Regions from separate parts of the Gossypium arboreum genome. Here all the other regions are linked to region 2. Evidence: chromatin contacts called from public Hi-C data. All regions are on one chromosome and are shown on one strand. The core of a region is the stretch at or near the end of the contact, and the rest is flanking DNA. Distances in the headings are between cores, read along the strand shown.

What was found. Hi-C and Micro-C count contacts between places; a contact is called where the count stands out from the background.
Region 1: a contact with region 2 is called in a Hi-C map of leaf, with 5 times the contacts expected there. The contact joins the promoter of LOC108478434 here to the promoter of LOC108486640 in region 2. A contact is called at or near these places in 2 of 5 Hi-C or Micro-C datasets (both in leaf).
Region 3: a contact with region 2 is called in a Hi-C map of leaf, with 2.7 times the contacts expected there. The contact joins the promoter of LOC108479820 here to the promoter of LOC108486640 in region 2. A contact is called at or near these places in 2 of 5 Hi-C or Micro-C datasets (both in leaf).

What each region holds. Positions count from the first base shown.
Region 1 is chr12:17,488,427-17,491,126 of ASM2569848v2, reverse strand. LOC108478434 reads left to right here and starts at 1,393. Exons shown (of 1, transcript XM_017780893.2): 1 at 1,393-2,700. The coding sequence starts at 1,760. The coding sequence ends at 2,170.
Region 2 is chr12:16,994,736-16,997,435 of ASM2569848v2, reverse strand. It overlaps LOC108486640 (protein DA1-related 1-like), which reads left to right and starts at 1,270. Exons shown (of 12, transcript XM_053022861.1): 1 at 1,270-1,535; 2 at 2,599-2,700. The coding sequence starts at 2,640.
Region 3 is chr12:17,398,922-17,401,702 of ASM2569848v2, reverse strand. LOC108479820 (BEL1-like homeodomain protein 4) reads right to left here and starts at 1,284. Exons shown (of 5, transcript XM_017782629.2): 1 at 810-1,284; 2 at 1-625. The coding sequence starts at 464.

The DNA.
Region 1 (2,700 bases), core at 144-2,643, 490 kb before region 2:
GGTACTAAAGAGAATTTTTCCCTTAAAAATATAAATTAATGAAAAGGGGGAATCCATTATTTATTTTATTTTTATTTTTGAAAATGACTGAACAGATATATAGCTTTCAATTTGTTGCTGCCCATTAGTTATATAGGGAAACATCATAGCATTAGAAAATGGACTTTGGGTTATGCTGATTCAATGGGATTTCACTTTCCATTAGCAGGAAAAAAAAAATCTTTTGAACCTTGCTTGGACTTCAAGGTACCAATAATTTAAGAATGATATTATTTAGGTATTTGGTCCAAATTATAATTAATTGTTTGATTTTGATATCTAATTTCTAATTTCTTTAAAAAAAGAAGAAGCAATTAATTATTGAAGCTTTCAAATGAGATTGTCAAAATTTATTATATAATAAGATAAATAAATGGACCACATTCATTTTGCCTTTTCCACAGTTTCCTTTTTCCCTATTTTGTCAAACAAGATATGAACATAGTGGATAGTGGGCATAGATTATCCTTTTCAAACTGTGCACTATTTTTGTTATTGTGCATAAAGTTACTTGTGAGATGGGATTCAAATTTGACCATTAAATTATTTTTATGTTAAATATTTTAAAAATAATTTATGTATATGCAAAATTAGTCATAAATCTGAAATTATACTAATAAATATATTTACCCACACGATATTAATTATCATGATATCATATTTTGAAAATAATGAATGAGATTGTAAATATGTAGATTTAAATTCTAAAAATATAATCTCTCAAAAATAATTAGATATGTTAAATGCATTAAATTAGAATATAAAACGCTTAAGATTTGGCAATTTGTTGTAGGGCTGGGAAAAGAAATTGAGAAATCGAAAATCTATCTAAATTGTTGTGTTTTAAATAGTCTTGGTTAACAAGTTAAAAAATTCATAATTACAAGAGATTAAATTTTAATTTTACTATATAAAAATAAATATTTTATATTTAAAATAATTAAAAATATTATATAAAAATATCTTTTGAAATTAAAAACTTCAAAAATCTTGTACAAAACTTATTTTAAAATAGAATCAAAACAAATTATTTAAAAATAAAACCAAAGCGAATGGAACTGAAGTTAGGGTTAATTTGTTGAAGTGTGAACCTAATACATATATGGGCATGACGCAGAAAACTAGAAGACAAAATAAAGTGCCGGTGAGTTGCCTTTTGGCTTTTATGCCAAATGTGACTTTAATTTGCATTATGAAGTGACCTTAGTGGCTTGTAATTTTCTTACCAGGAAAACACAAAAAAATACTTAAGCACATTTAATACACACTCAAATAGAAAATAAAACTTTTTTTTTTTTTTTTGTATTCAAGATTTTATTTAAGGGTTATTAGCCATTGGAATATTTTTAATTTAAAATTAAAAGTTATATTTAAGGGTTTAGGAATTTTGTAGTACTTAAAATACTGTGTATAATTCAACGACTGACATTTGTCCATAGAAAAGGGACTATGAGCTAAGTCGCACTGGGATTGAAATTCTTGTCACTACGGAGGTTTCGGTATCTAACAACTTAAATTCACACTTTACATCAAATTTCATTTGGGGAAATTTTTTACATAATATTTCCCCCAAATATTGCATCCAGGCAGGCATATCATCGACAATTAATAATATAAAAACTACCCATATATATAAATGTAATGGATGCCCTCTCCATCAAACTCTTTTCTAGCCTTCCCTCAAACACACCAATAAAAAAGAATTGTTAGAGAAGCCTAAATGGGTGCCTGTGTATCCTCAACTTCAACCTCAAAACCAGGCAAAACAGTAGGAGGAGGAGGAGGATCATCGAGCGCAACCAAACGGTCATCGATGGCAGCCACGGTGGTTCACATGGATGGTCGTGTCCAAGAGTTCAGGCAATCAATCCAAGCCAACAACATCATTTCCCTCAACCCCGACTGCTTCCTCTGCAGCTCAGAGTCGATGTCCATCGGTACTTGTGTGCCTCAAATGCCTGTTGATGAGGACCTTCAACCTGGACAAATCTACTTCTTGTTGCCACTCTCCCAATCACATAAACCCCTTACCTTGCCAGACTTGTGTTCTCTCGCCATTAAAGCTAGTGCTGGCCTTGGTAGATACAGTGTTGACCTCTCCTCAAGCCGCTCTAAACTCATTCTCAGGTGATGATCAGGGTGGTAACATTCGACATGTTCATCTGCAGGTTAATTCAGGGAATTTTTTTTTTTTTTGGCTAATGCTTTTTGCAATTCTTTTTTCATAAATGTGACTAATATTATCTGAAATAGATTGGAAAAGTCAACGGTTTTCGATTGGATTGGTGTTTTTCACTTTAGGAAAGTACTAGTAGCCATCTCCATCTAACTTTGTTAGCCGGTTCATCAACCTTTCCAGCTCCTTGGAATTTAGAACTGAAGGCAACTTGTCATGGCCTATTGCTATGCTCAGCTCTAAGACTTCATTTCTCAATCTTTACCAGCCGTTTTGGTTGCTTTTGCATTGTCCTTCTATCATTTGTTTGGGACTGGTTATTGGGTTCATCGCCATTTTCGTTCCCTTCGAAGCTTAATATTATATACTTGTATAAAATTGTAAACACAACCAAGGCAAATGAATTGCTTGAACTACACAGAACCAGCAGTTCTGCCTTCTGTCAAGCCACCTACATATTTTTCAGAGCCATTCCAACTAATGTA
Region 2 (2,700 bases), core at 21-2,520:
AATCTTGACCCCTAATTTTTATTTTTATTTTACCCCGTCAAAAATAGCTAAACTTTGTAGGTACTTAATTAAAAAGATTTAGTATTGAAATTATCAAACTTCAGCTAGCACCTAATTAACTGCCATCAATAAAAAGCAGCCTGAAAGCTACACATCTATACGCAACCGAACAAGAAAACTATAATTTATTTTTTTTATTTATATAAATATATCACCTAATCTATAACAAACCAATAAATTAGCAATAAACAAGCCTTGCATGCACCGACTAATTTGAGTAAACTTTTTTTTTTAAATAAATTATTGATTAAGTATAATCTGAACAAGCACTTAGACTCATGAAATTTAGCTGTCTCTAGATTGAGGGCACATGCAAATGAAAGGTATGGTGTTGGATACAAGAAATAGAATAGTAAACAAAAAAAGCATGCACATGCTTATACACTCATTAGGAACCTTATATGTATATATTGCAGATGATTGATTATCATATAAAAAATGTTTCTATGGATAATGGATCTTTCAAATTTACTTTTTAAGCTTCCTTTAGAAAAGAAAAAATGAAGGGTTATCTTTTCAAGCTATTTGGTATTGACATTAGGAGTAGTTTTTTAACTTGTTTCTTGAAAATTTTACTATTTTTGCTGGTTTGGGTTTATTTTTGAGGAGTTTTTTTTTTAAATGAATAAACTAATGAAACTTTAAGTGAGATAAAAAAAAATTTTAAATAGTAAACTGAAAAAATAAAAATAATTCAAAAGGGCGACATTGGTTGGTTGTAGGATATTGGCCAAAAGCTCCATAGAGATTCTTGAACTAAGAGTTAGATTATATTTTGTCGTATCTATTTAAAAAGAGTAAATTTGTCATTTTTGTTAAAAATTTAATCCATTTATATGGTTAAAAATTGGTATAAGAAAATCCAACAATGACATATGTCGTGTTATGTGTACTTATATTGACATATAAAGTAATTTTAATAATAAAATAGATGATTCCTTTATAAATTAAATAGATAAAATTCTAATAGAAAAACTAGTTTGTTCTTTAATCTAATTTACAAATATTGATTTAACTATTTTTCTAGATAAAATATAATCTAGCTTTTAATATAGAGACTTTCTTAATATGATATTAAATAATAATAATAGTATATTCATATTTTGAATCAAATTAAACCAGCTTCAACAATTTATTAATGAGGTTATTATTAAAAAAAAGGGTGAGCTTATTGTTTTGCCATTTAACATAATGTGATTCGTGGGGCAGTGACCTAAAAGGAGGGGTGCTAAAACTAGGGACACAAAATAAACCAGAGTAAGTACAGAGTAACTGCAAGTGCCCCCCACAAAACTCAACTGCAAAAGGAAGATCAAGAAATGAAATTCAAGTCCTACCTTCTTTTCTTTCCTCTCTCTCTCCCTCTCTCATTGTCATGTTTTTCAACAAGAAAAGCAAAAAAAGCTGAAGTGTTATTGACGTGTAGTGGAGTGTGGTGGAAAATGGGCAATAACATGAAGGACCCACTTGTTAATGTAACAATTCAACAAACCCATATGCCTTTTCTTCATTCCTTTAATCTGCTTTATAAAAAACCAATCTTTTTGGTGGTTGTTACGCTAAACATCATACACCCGGATGATCGCTATTTTCAATTTCCCAACCCTGCTTTCACTGTGATTTTGTTTTTGCTTAGGATTCAAGCTCTCTTTTTAATTCATACTCTCTACTTTTTTCTACTTTATCTTTCACTAGGAATTGGTTATTTAACACTTTCTTTTTTTTTTTTGTCCGTCACAATAAGAAAAGAAAGGTCAGTTTTTTTCTATTTTCTTTCTAAGATGATGGCAATTAAGGGTCTAACTTGGAATATCCTTTTGTCTCCTATAATTCCATGACTATGCATTCATATCAATTTCGTGTTGTTCCTGATCTGGGATTCATCAGGTTCTGCTGTTTCTGCATATTCTTCACTCTTTGGTTAGTCTTTGTTTCTTTTTAACTTTTTTCTTTATTCACTTCATCGCCTATTGTTTGATATCATTTTGATTTCCAGTATTTATATATAATTTGTTTTACTCATCAATATTGGTTCTGCTAGTTTTGAGTGCTTACATATTTATATGAATATGAGAGGAGATGAGATGAGATGAGGCAATTTAAGGCCACCGAAAGCAATAATTGTATGAAAGTCTGGGAAATTGGATTCTGGTCCTTGGGGAAATTTATTTTATGGGATTGAATTTGGGAAATCCATATTGTACTTAAGAAAATTTCATTGCATTTGGTAACCCCTTTGAGTTTTATGATTTGGGTCAAAACTTGTACTGTCATTGACTAGTTTCTCTTTTATCTATTATTTATGTTAAAAATAGTTTTTGTATGATTGAAGTCAACAGCCTTGACAGTCGGTCAATTTAGATAATGCCTCCTAAAGTGGAAACTCCTTTATATATTTTACGAGAATCATATCTAACGCTATATAAACACTTATTGTTTTCTAATAATGGCTTTCCCCTATCTATAGTTATAGTTGCAATTCCATTTCGGGAGTCAAAATTGTTTTTGCTTTCCTAACTGGATGACTTGGTGTTGCAGGCAAAAGAACACTGCTTGGTTAGCAAAAAGCATTTCAAATAATGGGTTGGCTGACCAAGATTCTTAAAGGTTCAAGTAATAAAGGGCGATATCATGAGAGAT
Region 3 (2,781 bases), core at 35-2,534, 400 kb before region 2:
AAACCCCCAACCACACCTCGCCTGTTGCTAAACCACTCGTTGCTATTACTCGGTGGCCTGTGTGCTCGATAATTAGGCTCTACGTGCTGGTCTAATAACTCGGCAGAAGCGGCCACACCTGTAGGGAAGTCGAACATCTCTGATAACATACCTTCGGCTTCATAAACAGGAAGAGCATTTGATTCGATCCCTACTAATGGTAGACTCGGCGGCTCAAAGCCTTGAACTCTTTGTTTATCTCTCCGGATCTGCTGTACTAAGTGTTGCTGCTGCTGCTGTTGGTGTTGGTGTTGTTCTTGGTGGCTCATGGCTGATCTCTCGAAGCCATTGGAGAAGCTGAAGATGCCAGCAGCTGCTTGGTGGTGGTAATCTTGGGACATAGAATTTGTAGAATGATTACTCTTTTCTTGAAATGGAATTTGATGAAGAATTGATGGCGTGACTGGTGATGTAGCTATTCCCATATCAATATCTTCTTCTTCATGATCCTATATATCCTTTGCTTTGCTTACTTGCTCTCCTTCTGCCAACCCTCGAACTCTTCTGTCCTTCACCTTTTTTCCCTTCATTTATGGATCGGTAACCCATAAACAACAACAAATAAACACCCATCTTGAAATTAGTGCTGTTCATAACATAAACAATATTATATTATCAAACAAGAAAGAAAGCTATACAGAAGGAAAAAGAAAAAAACAAGGGATCAAAGTTCTATCTCTTCATTTGGTTGTAACCCTTTCATAAAATTGAGCTGTGGAGTTCATATTTGAAGAGAGTGTAATATAATTAATTATATACCATAAGCAGACCTTGTTAGAGTTGCAGAGTATGAAAGGATGTAAAGCTCTTAGACATCGTTTTCTCTTCCTGTGGTACTGAAAGCCTTCTTCAATTCCCTCACTCCTTTCTTTTCTTTTCCTTTCTCTCTCTCTTTCTCACTGTATCTGTGTGTCGTCTCTTTCTTCCTCTTTCTCTCCTTTTTTTTCCTCTTTGTTGCTCTTTGCAGTAGTGAGTTTTCTTTTCTTTTTTTTTTCTTTTTTTCTAAAGAAAAAAAAACTCTTCCTGTTTGAAAAGAGGAGATGAAATATATAGCCAAGAAAAAAGTAATAAAAAGGGAAAGTTATAAGGAAATGAGAGGAAATAGAAAAATGAGGCTGAGGAAAACTGGCATCTCTTTCTCAAGAAAACATGTAATAATAGCCTTAGCCTCACCTAAGAGAGAGAGAGGGAGGGAGGAGAGAGGAAAAAAAGCAAATTTTAAAAGAAAAAAAATGTGATCATAATGTAAAATTAAATAATTGACATAGGACCTCTTTTAGATAAAAAAAATTATAATTTAAAATTATTTGGATTCAAGTCTTCATTCCATAAAAAATTCAGATTCAATTATCCTACAACATAATCTTTACTTCTAAAAGATAATGAGTGCTTAAGTTGATTTGTTTTGTTAATTTATACATATTTTAATTAAATTTGGATTCAACATTTTAAAGAGAATTGTATTTAATCATCACATTTTTAAAAAGAATTGGTTTATCTTTTAATAAAAATATTGATTAAAATAGTCTAAGGTAAGAACATTAATATTTATATTTTAACTATTTATAATATAATAAAATAGTTAATTAAGGAGATAATTCAATCAGAAAAATTACTAATTTTTGTAAATAATAATGCAACAAGTTTTGCTTTGGTAGACAAATTTCGATGTGATTTTGTAATGAGATATTGATTGCAAGGAAATAGTGTTGGAGTAAATAGGAAAAAAGTTAAAGGATTATCTTTTCTTCCTTAAATAGATATGCAATCAAGACAAATTTGGATATTCCCTATATTTATCTCAAATATTATCCAAGCTATAATGATAACTTATATGAGGTAATGTGATGGAGATCAGATTTGATCTTTTTCAACTAGCCTACTCTTAACTTTATTATTCAAGTAACAAACAATCGAGCTGAACGAGGACAATTTCAATTCATTGCAAATCAATGTGTTTTATATGCTTATATTAAGCTTTCTATAGGAAGGCTTAGTTGTGAAGAGTGTTATTATAGATGTATGGGAGTGAGCCTATAACATGTATAGTTTTTATAGCGTTTTAGTATTTAGATTAATTTTTACTGTATTTTATAATTTTATAATTTTTAAATTATTTATGTTTTATTTGATTTTTGTTAATTTTAGAGTTAGTTTAGGTTTACTTGTTATTTTTCTCTCTACATTGTAGGTTTCGAATTAAGAACGAAAGACTTGGAATATAGAGTAAAAAAGTAGTAAAGAGATATATGCGTGTCAAATCAAGTGAAAATTCATTACGCAAGTGCACATGTCGAATCAAGTAATAAAGTGATAAGAAGATATTGTTCCGAGGAGGACCAAATTCCAAATTACTAAGTGCCAACTACTCAATTTTATCTAATCTGGATCAAGAAAATCAATTTTAATTACTATTAAAATTAAAATAAGAAAATTATGAAAATTCTATTAAACTAAAATAATGAAAAATGTTAAGTTTCTCAATCAATTTTTAAGATCTTGGAACTCTAACTTCACTTATTCCAATTAATCAATTATCTTTCATTCAATTGTTCAACCTATGTAATTACTAACCCGAGATTTAATGATATTAAGTAGACCCTTCTAGTATCTAGTTAAGTTAATCCTCCTTCCCCACTAGCTATATTCCTATGCTAGGCAAGTTGGGCGAATTCACTACTATCAAACCTATTGGGTTGCTTAGGGTATCAGGTATATGTAACAACCCTAACCCGTAGGCAT